2 separate regions of the Lactuca sativa genome follow, and region 1 is linked to region 2. A link is a contact called in public Hi-C data. All regions are on one chromosome and are shown on one strand. The core of a region is the stretch at or near the end of the contact, and the rest is flanking DNA. Distances in the headings are between cores, read along the strand shown.

What was found. A called contact is a pair of places that touch in the nucleus more often than the background predicts.
Region 1: a contact with region 2 is called in a Hi-C map of leaf, with 7 times the contacts expected there. The contact joins the promoter of LOC111907062 here to the promoter of LOC111902147 in region 2. A contact is called at or near these places in 3 of 4 Hi-C or Micro-C datasets (leaf and seed).

What each region holds. Positions count from the first base shown.
Region 1 is chr9:141,108,147-141,112,592 of Lsat_Salinas_v11, forward strand. It overlaps LOC111907062 (non-specific lipid transfer protein GPI-anchored 25), which reads left to right and starts at 1,420. Exons shown (of 3, transcript XM_023902851.2): 1 at 1,420-1,903; 2 at 2,381-2,431; 3 at 2,536-3,151. The coding sequence starts at 1,495. The coding sequence ends at 2,720.
Region 2 is chr9:140,784,366-140,788,842 of Lsat_Salinas_v11, forward strand. LOC111902147 (FRIGIDA-like protein 4a) reads right to left here and starts at 2,461. Exons shown (of 3, transcript XM_052767918.1): 1 at 1,425-2,461; 2 at 845-1,020; 3 at 1-738. The coding sequence starts at 2,322. The coding sequence ends at 241.

The sequences.
Region 1 (4,446 bases), core at 170-2,669, 320 kb after region 2:
AAAATAAGATCTTTTTTATTATATTGAATGAGTTGTTGAAGATTGGATGATATTATTACGTGACTGATACTGAAAATCGATGATTTAGCGATATGGTGATTTTTAGAGAAGGAAGGTGTCCGCTTTCTCAACATTAATTTGAAGTTTACTATTATACCCCTTAATCATTTAACAGTTGACGTTAAATTCCATTGGCTGATATTTAATCTCACAATCTCTAATTTTTTATTAATCTTAATGGAGTCATCCCATATATATATATATATATATATATATATATATATATATATATATATATATATATATATATATATATATATATATATATATATATATATATATATATATATATATATATCAATTAAGTTATAGTCGTTCAAAAAAATATAAAATGAAAAAGAAATAAAACATCTTTAATTATATATAAAAGAATTTAATCCTAATTTATGGCCTATAATATGTCTGCGGGAAATGTTTTGTTGTATATAGATTTTGGTCCGTGTTTTTAGAGAAGACGACGCACATAAATATTTTACGTTTATGGTCTTCAAACTTTTAAAAGACAAACATTTTACAAGAATATACAAACATAAATGTCTTCTCACCTGCAGACATAAATTTTTTAAAAAAAGTTTATTTATTTATTTATTTAGAAAAAACACACACACATCACCTTACATATAAGTGAGAAATAACAAAGGTTTAACTAAACTATTCAAGGGTAAAAATATTAAAAATAAAATAAAATCTTTTTTACATGGTTTTATATTCTTCCAACTTTTGTAATAATGACATAAAAGCCTTTTAGTTTGACAAAAATGAATAGATTACCGTTTGTGGATTTTAGGTTCACTAATATCGGATACTTACAACTTTTTTTTTTTGATTTTACCATTTTTGCATATTTACACGGTAAAACCGAACATTTACTTAAAGGCTTTAATGAACCAGAAAACCAAATTTAAAGGTTTTTATGAACCATAAAAAAGAAAAATCCGAATTTTTCTATAAAATGTATGAGCTTTAATAAACCAAAAATACATAAAAGGATAAAATCGAAAAAAAAAAACAAAAAAAAAATTGGATATCCAGTATTAGCAAATCTAAAATCCAAATAAAAGTAAAATCGTGCATTTCTACCAAGCTTAGGAGTTTGTATGTCATCCTGCGTATATACTACAAGAGAGGCAAAACAATTGGGAAGAAATTAACATATTTGAAGGATAAAAGCCAATGTAGAAATTATGGCAAAATACGAGTGACCGTTGTGTACTTATAAAAGATCGATGCTAGAGTAAAACTATGGGAAAGATGAGGGGCCATTTAGAAAACAATTTAAACAAGTGAGAAAATTGTGGCAAAACAAAGAGTCACGCCCGAAGCCCCAAGGTTCCAAGTGCTTTAAATAAATAAAACTCGGTAATAAAATGATGAATCCGCTGGCTCTCCATTATCACGTCATCCCGATTCTAACAGAAATAACCGTCGTCAGCCATGAACACTGAAAGCCTAGTCCACTACGTTTCCGCAATCGTCACCGTCTTACTCGCTTCGACGCTTGTTCTTATAACCACCAGCGACGTAACGCCGCCTCCATCTTCGCCGCCGCCTGGAGGCTGTGCCGACTCCGTCATCTCCTTCTCGCCTTGCCTTCCCTTCATATCCGCCCCGCCAAATGATCTCTCCGACGAACCTTCATCCCAATGTTGCGACATCTTCAACGGAGCCTTTGCTTCCGGCAAAGCCGAATGTCTCTGTTATCTTGTTCGTCAGAACACGCTCCTCGGTTTCCCTCTTAACGCCTCCAAGCTGCTTTCCTTATCAGATCTATGTCTACTCAACAATGATACCCAAGCTTCCCACGCGAATAATGCTAGTACATCTCTCCAGTCGATCTGTTCAGGTATATCGGACTCTGTTTTTGTTCTTTCATCTTCATCGTTTTATTTGTGCGTTTTTTCTTTTCTGAAAGTTTCGACGAGTCACAGTGAAATAGCAAAATCAATTTCTATCAGCATTTACGAAGTATAAACTGTAGCCAATTGAGAAATTACGAACCTAGGGTTTTTGAAAGTTATCGACTGGAGCAAGGGCGGGATTTTTCATCTGAAATTTTGAGTTAAGAACAAATTCATATCCATGTATCAATGTTGTAGTTTGATGACTGAAAGAAACAAAAGAAAATGACCATGATATCCTTTGAATCAACTATTTGAAACGTTACATGAAATTTAGATATTGATTCCGTGTTTTCAAGATCAAATACAACAAAATAGTTTATTTCATGTCTGGATCCTCTTCTTGCAATTTGGGTGTTCATTTTGTTTCAATTTCGTGTTTGTGAATTTCAGTTCCATAATTTTGTGTTCTCTTGATTCAGGTTCAACAACTCTACCTCCTCTGATCAGCATCACAAGAAAACCCCGTTCAGGTTTCTATTGACAATTTTATCTCCCAAATCTTCTTCCCATTCTTTCATGGATCTTGTTGTCATCAATTTCAATTTTGTTAACATAAAGCACGACATTATTGCAGGTTCTACTGCCCGTCGCTCACCCCCTTCATCACCCACTCTCCGGTCTCCTCCTCCACCACCACCACCAACTTCCGCCTCCAAACAACCGATCCCCAAGCCACCAAAGTCAGAGCGGAGCAACAATGGTAACCATCTGGCACCTGCTGTTGCTCTCATGCCCATTTACTTGGGGTTTTTTGTTTAAGTGTCTATGAAGATCTTGAACCATTTTACAGCAGGTATGGCACACTAGATGAGAGCTAGTAGTATGTTCTATTTTTGTATCAATTTTGGTACAATTTGTGAATTAGACCACAGGATGTAATGATGATTTGATGTATATGTTAAAGATGATGAGGATATGATATCTCAATGGGTTCAATAACACTGTTTTTGTTACACCGGATCGGATGATTAGATTAGACTGGGTAGTATTAATAACGAGTCGTGTAATTGTTTTGGTATAGAATTACCCATTAATAACCAAGTTTTTAGGGTTATTCATATCTTTTTCTTTTTGTACAGGTCAGATATTTTGTTCTTACTTTTTTGATGTGACAAAAAATTATAGTATTTGTGGTATTCATATCATTTTGTGTCCGGTGTACATCAAATACAAATACTGTACAAAGCCAATCATATAATGTGTATCATTTCATTTCATGCATAAAATATGCTATAGAAGATGCAATTAATTATTTAATTATGTATGAAGAGAGCCTTTTTATTATTCTGCATACCTTCCAAGTTCCAATAAAATCAACATCATGTCAATGGGTAAAAGTTTTGTCGAATATGGGCAATTCCCAATTGATGAAGCAATGAGATTATGACTTAAACCATTAGCAAATGGATCCTGATGTGGCTAATAATACGATTAATGTATATAGATAGATTTGGCGGTACAATGAATAGATTCTTTTACCATCCTATCCTAGATAGCTTGTTGTCATGGAGATGGGTCAAATCTGTGAAATTATTGATGTATCAGAATTTTAGGTAACTATGAGACTCCTATATAATTAGATTTTTATAATACTAATAGCAAAAAATATCAAAGTTTAAATAATAAAAAATAACCCACACTTGTATTCACTTGTATTCGGATGGGACGGATCAAATTCTTTGGTGCTGGCTATTGTTATACCTAAATCACTTATGGGCATCCCGGATCAGAACACATGAAAATTTTGGAACTTATATGCATTTTATATTTGATTTTAACCCTAGTTTTTTTTCTTAGAACTCTTATGAATTTTTTTAACTAGGGATGAACATTGAAACTAGGTATCTGCTACCAGAACTATTGGTTTCAAAATTGGAACCGCCTTAAACGGTTACGATTCTGATTCTCATATTTTTCGAACCGATATCTGTTGGATACCTACCAGAACCGCTTTATATATATATATATATATATATATATATATATATATATATATATATATATATATATATATATATATATATATATATATATATATATATATATATATATATATATATATATATATATATTGGCAAGTTTATATGCGTTAATGGTGGGTTCCTTGAGCACCTTTCTTTTTATTTTTTATAATAAGTTATGTATAATCAAAATATTGTGACATACGTTAGAAAATGAAAACCAAACCATCTTAATTTGTTGGCAAAAAGAAATATATAAATTTGATTTTTAAAACTCATATTTTATATTTTATATTTTATATTTTAATAGCCCAATATTTTTAGGATAAAATCTAATATGCATAACCCAATACACATTAAACTAAAAAAAAAGTAAATCATGAATCCCAAAAAAGTAATGTTGTTAACGAGCACATGAAGTTTTATCTTTCATTCACAATCGCGGATCCTATTGCACATTACCGGTAAATTATTCAATTTTGTTAATTTTGTGAACATTAAATAAAATATATAGAAATTTTATT
Region 2 (4,477 bases), core at 1,211-3,710:
GGAAACGCATTAGAGACTAATACTAATCAACATCAGAAATACAACCATAAGTTTACGTCAGAATAAGGATTAACACACACATCAGCTACCAATAAAAGGTTAGTGATTACAAACCATATTAGAAAATAAAAAGAAAAACCATATTCTTGAAGATTAGGGAGGGAGTCATCATCATCATCATCATCATCATCATCATCATATGAGTCAACATTATCCACCACCAGTCAACCAGTGTCACCTCTATCGATAGTAAGTATGTTGGTAGGCCGGAGCCATACCATTTCCATACCCACCATAAGCCGGATAGTTCATCGGAGGAGTACCTGGGTACGACAGCGGTGGAGACAGCGGTGCTGCCTCCGGCGAGTAGGCGGCGTAAGGCGGACTCCTGGTTCCGTGCACATACATTGGCGGTGGGACAGAGTATGATGGGACTCCGGTGGGGTATTGGGTGTGTGACGGGGACCTCACAAAGGTGGGCGGTGCCGGAAAAGATGAGACGTAGGCGGTGGTGATACGGCCGGCCTTGGCGGGTGGCATGGGGCCCACGTTGCTGGCTCGGGTTCTTTTGTTGGCGGGACCTACGGCGGCTGGCCTCTTTTTCTCGACCTTGACCTTTTCCAGCTGCTCGAGTCGTTTCTTTAGGTTCTCGGGAGGGAACTCGGCCTCGAGTTTGTATTCTTCAATGCATTTGATGACTGCTTTGAGTGCAGATTGCTCTTTTCGTGCAGCTAAATGCTGAGTAAAAACAAAACAGGACAAGGATCATCAACTAAATAATTAGAAATATTACTTACATACATATAAAGAGGGTTAATTTGGTTAAGAAAATGAAACAAGATACCACAGCACGGCTGGAATTGTTGGGATCTTCAAGAATAGATGTTGCGGCCTTTTTAGCATCCTTTAGAAAAGCTTTTAGCAAACAAACAGGGGGAAACCTGTCTACAAGACCAACTTCGTGAGTGAAATGCACAGCATCAACCTGTTGTCCCTTGCTGATTAGTTCTTCAATCATATCTGCATCACAATAATTGCGTAAAGATTTAAACCCACAAAACTAACGTATTGTACTGGGATTCAATAAATCAAGAAAAAGAAACCCCTTAACAAAAGATTTAATAATTCGTTAATTACTGATAAATTCTAAAGTTTTAAAGGCCGACATTGAATTTCAGGTAAATTCTATACTATAAAGCTCTAAAGTTCAAATATCAAAAAACTGGAACAAGGTACAGATGCTAGCTCATAATAATTGTGAATTGTGATCATTCATTACAGATGCTAGCAGAACATTTAAAGATGCATTATGGATGGTAGCATATAACTGTGATAATTCATAATCTTTCCAACGACCAAAATTAATGAGAAAAACATAGAAATTGAGTGCAAAACGCAGGGAAATGAAGAATATATATATATACCAGGCATTTTATCAGCAAGGCCAAGGGAAACAGCGAGCTTAGGCATCTGCTTACGCCATGCTGAACCAACAACAAGCTTCCTATACAAATCAAGATCCTCATTTTTCACAATTCCAAAAGTCACCAGATGCTGGAAGAAGGTATGGACATCAGGAGCCTTAACGTTCTCGATGCCACCGCGCTGGTCTAAACTCTCCTTCCACTTCTCAGCAATCTCTTTGGCGCTCTTCTTCACACTCGGCGTCACCAAAACCCTCGACTTCCCCAGAATCGGATCAACCATCACCGGAATCAAACTCTCAAGTATCAAAACACAAGCCCAACTTAAATCATTCACGCACAAAGCCCTCTTGTCCACCGGAAAAACCTCCGAAATTGCCTCCAACACAAACCTAGCTGGATCTGCGCACTCCGCTAAAGCCGACGGAATTTGAGCCCGCATCAACTCCATTTCCTTCTTCTTACTAGCTACAAACCCCCAAAACCCTAACGAATCCATCTTCACACAATACGATTTCAACCTCAAAAGCAAACCCTCGGAATCGTCAACTTCTGGATTATCTTCGCCATCATCGCATTTACTGGTTCCGACTGCAGCCGCTGCGGCTTGCACGGCAGCTTCAACTTTTCGTAGAGCGATGGAGACGGAGTTTTCGATCGTAGTTTCGCGCTCCTCCAGAGAACTCAGAGACGCTTTCGTTTCGGTGTCTAGGGTCTTGATCTTGTCCTTAATTGCATCTGATTTCTTTAGGAGGCTTTGCTCGAGCGACGTGAAGTGATCTGAGAGCTCTTTCCAGAGAAGAGTGCAGCTGGTCATAAGTGATGTCTGTCGTTGGAATTCATCGAAGCTTGGTGCCTGAGTTGATTCACCGGGATCGGGTATCGAAATTGAACCCATATCTCGAATCTGGTATCAAAGATTACTACGGCATGGAGGAGGAGAAGAACAGAAGAAGGAGAAAGAAGAAAGAAGCCCTAGAATTCTAGAGAGAGAGAGAATGATAAAGGCAGATTGACGGAAGATGACGTGGCGGCTGAGGTAGTGGGACCAAAAAAGGTAAAGGTTGTGATGGGGGTGCGTAGGATAAGGAAACCGTAGTGAACCGACCGTACGTGTTGAAACAGTCGGTTCAATTATTGTAGTGACCGCGTGATGTCTTTCCCTTTAAAGTTCCAAAGGCTCGCTGCTCGCACATGATCATCATCTTTACGCTACTTATCCATACATTATTACATTTGGAGTTTGGATTTTTATCATAAAAATCTAAACTTGTGAACAAATATTCAATTTAGTCCCTAATATTTTATAAACAAAATAACTTAGGAAACCGGATAAATTAAACATATCGGTCCTTCTCATCCAGTCACCCACGTTTAGCCGGTTGCGTATGTTGATGTGTCTAGGCATTGATGAGGTGGTTGTTGACTCATTAAATGAGGTTGGAATTAAAAAGGAGATCCTTTTATAGATCGCAACCCTCTTCATTCTTGCCCTAAAACTCATTGATGTCGTGTACATCATATGTGTCAAGCCAAAGAGCAAACCAATTGAGAACTAGGTGTTATTGTGGTGATCATGTAGGAAGATGGGCATCTTTGACTCCCTTAAACATAGGAAGAAGGTTCATCGGTTGCCTCAAATTCCAAGATGAACTCAAATACTGCAAGTATTTTCGTTAGGTCGATCCTCATCTACCTTGCTAAGGGTATGCAACCCTCATCTACAATGTTCATGTGGAGAACCTTATAATATTTGAAAACTTTTCAGAACAACCAGTGGAGAACCTGTTTGGAAACTTGATGGAACAACCTCCACAACTACAAGTGGAAGAATTGGCCATTCAACAAGGGAATCAAGGTGGAAGATGGAAATCCATGACTTTTTATGTCTTTTTGGTTTGCTATTGTGTTTGGCTTGGTTGTATTGAAATATTGACAGCATGCCTTTGTCAAGGTGGTAGTAATGTGCTTTGGTTAGGACTAAGGATGTTAAGGGTAGTGTCATTGTGGTTGTTTTTAGCTTGCTTATTTTGATGTATGAATCCTATGTAATGTATCATCTTATTATGAAATGAAGTTAGAAGTTTATGTAATTAAAGTGGAGTTGTGTCATCTTATTATAAAATAAACAATGACCGGAATCAATTACAAATGGAATGAACATTGAGTGGAATCAATAAAGATATGGAATCAAGATTTGTTGGAATCATCAAATATTGACTGAAATCAATAACAAATGGAATGAACAATGACAAGAATCATGTAATATTGGAATCAACCATTACTATAATGAACAATGCTTCAAATCAATAAAGATTGGGATCAAGAATTGTTGGGATCATCAAAAATTTGATTGGAATCAATAACAAATGGAATGAACAATGAAAAGAATCATGTAACAGTGAAATCAACCATGACATGAATCACCTATGACTGGCATCAACCATGATATAAATCAACCATGATTGGAATCATCCATTAACATGTACTAACCTAAGCAATATAAGCAACATCACTCAACAAATTTACCATGACTAATATAAGCATAATTAACCATCAACATGTACTAATATAAACCAAATTGTATGTAAGTTATACCCTAAGCCAAAGTTTGTACAAGATGGGCTATACACAAAAGGGGCTAACAACATCTACCCTTGGTTAAAGATTGTACATGTTTTAACAAAAGAAGGGTTTAACAACACCCTAATCTAGATTGACTGGCTTGTTTAAAGACATCCTTTTTCCCATCCTTGGTAACCACACACTTCTTTAACTTTATTTATGTTATCCTTTATAAAGGCTTCCTCTTTCTCACTCCATTCTCATATTGTGACCAATGTATGCCTTCATCATCATGTGATTTAAGGACTACTACATCATTAGGGAGTGCTTCATCATGGACTACATTTTCATGGACTGCCTCTTTTGCATCTTCATGGCCTACATCTTTAGGGAGTGCTTCTTTAGGGCCTGCATCTTCTGGGTCTGCATCTTTAGGGAGTGCTTCTTTAGGGCCTGCATCTTCAGGGAGTGCTTCATCATTTACTTCA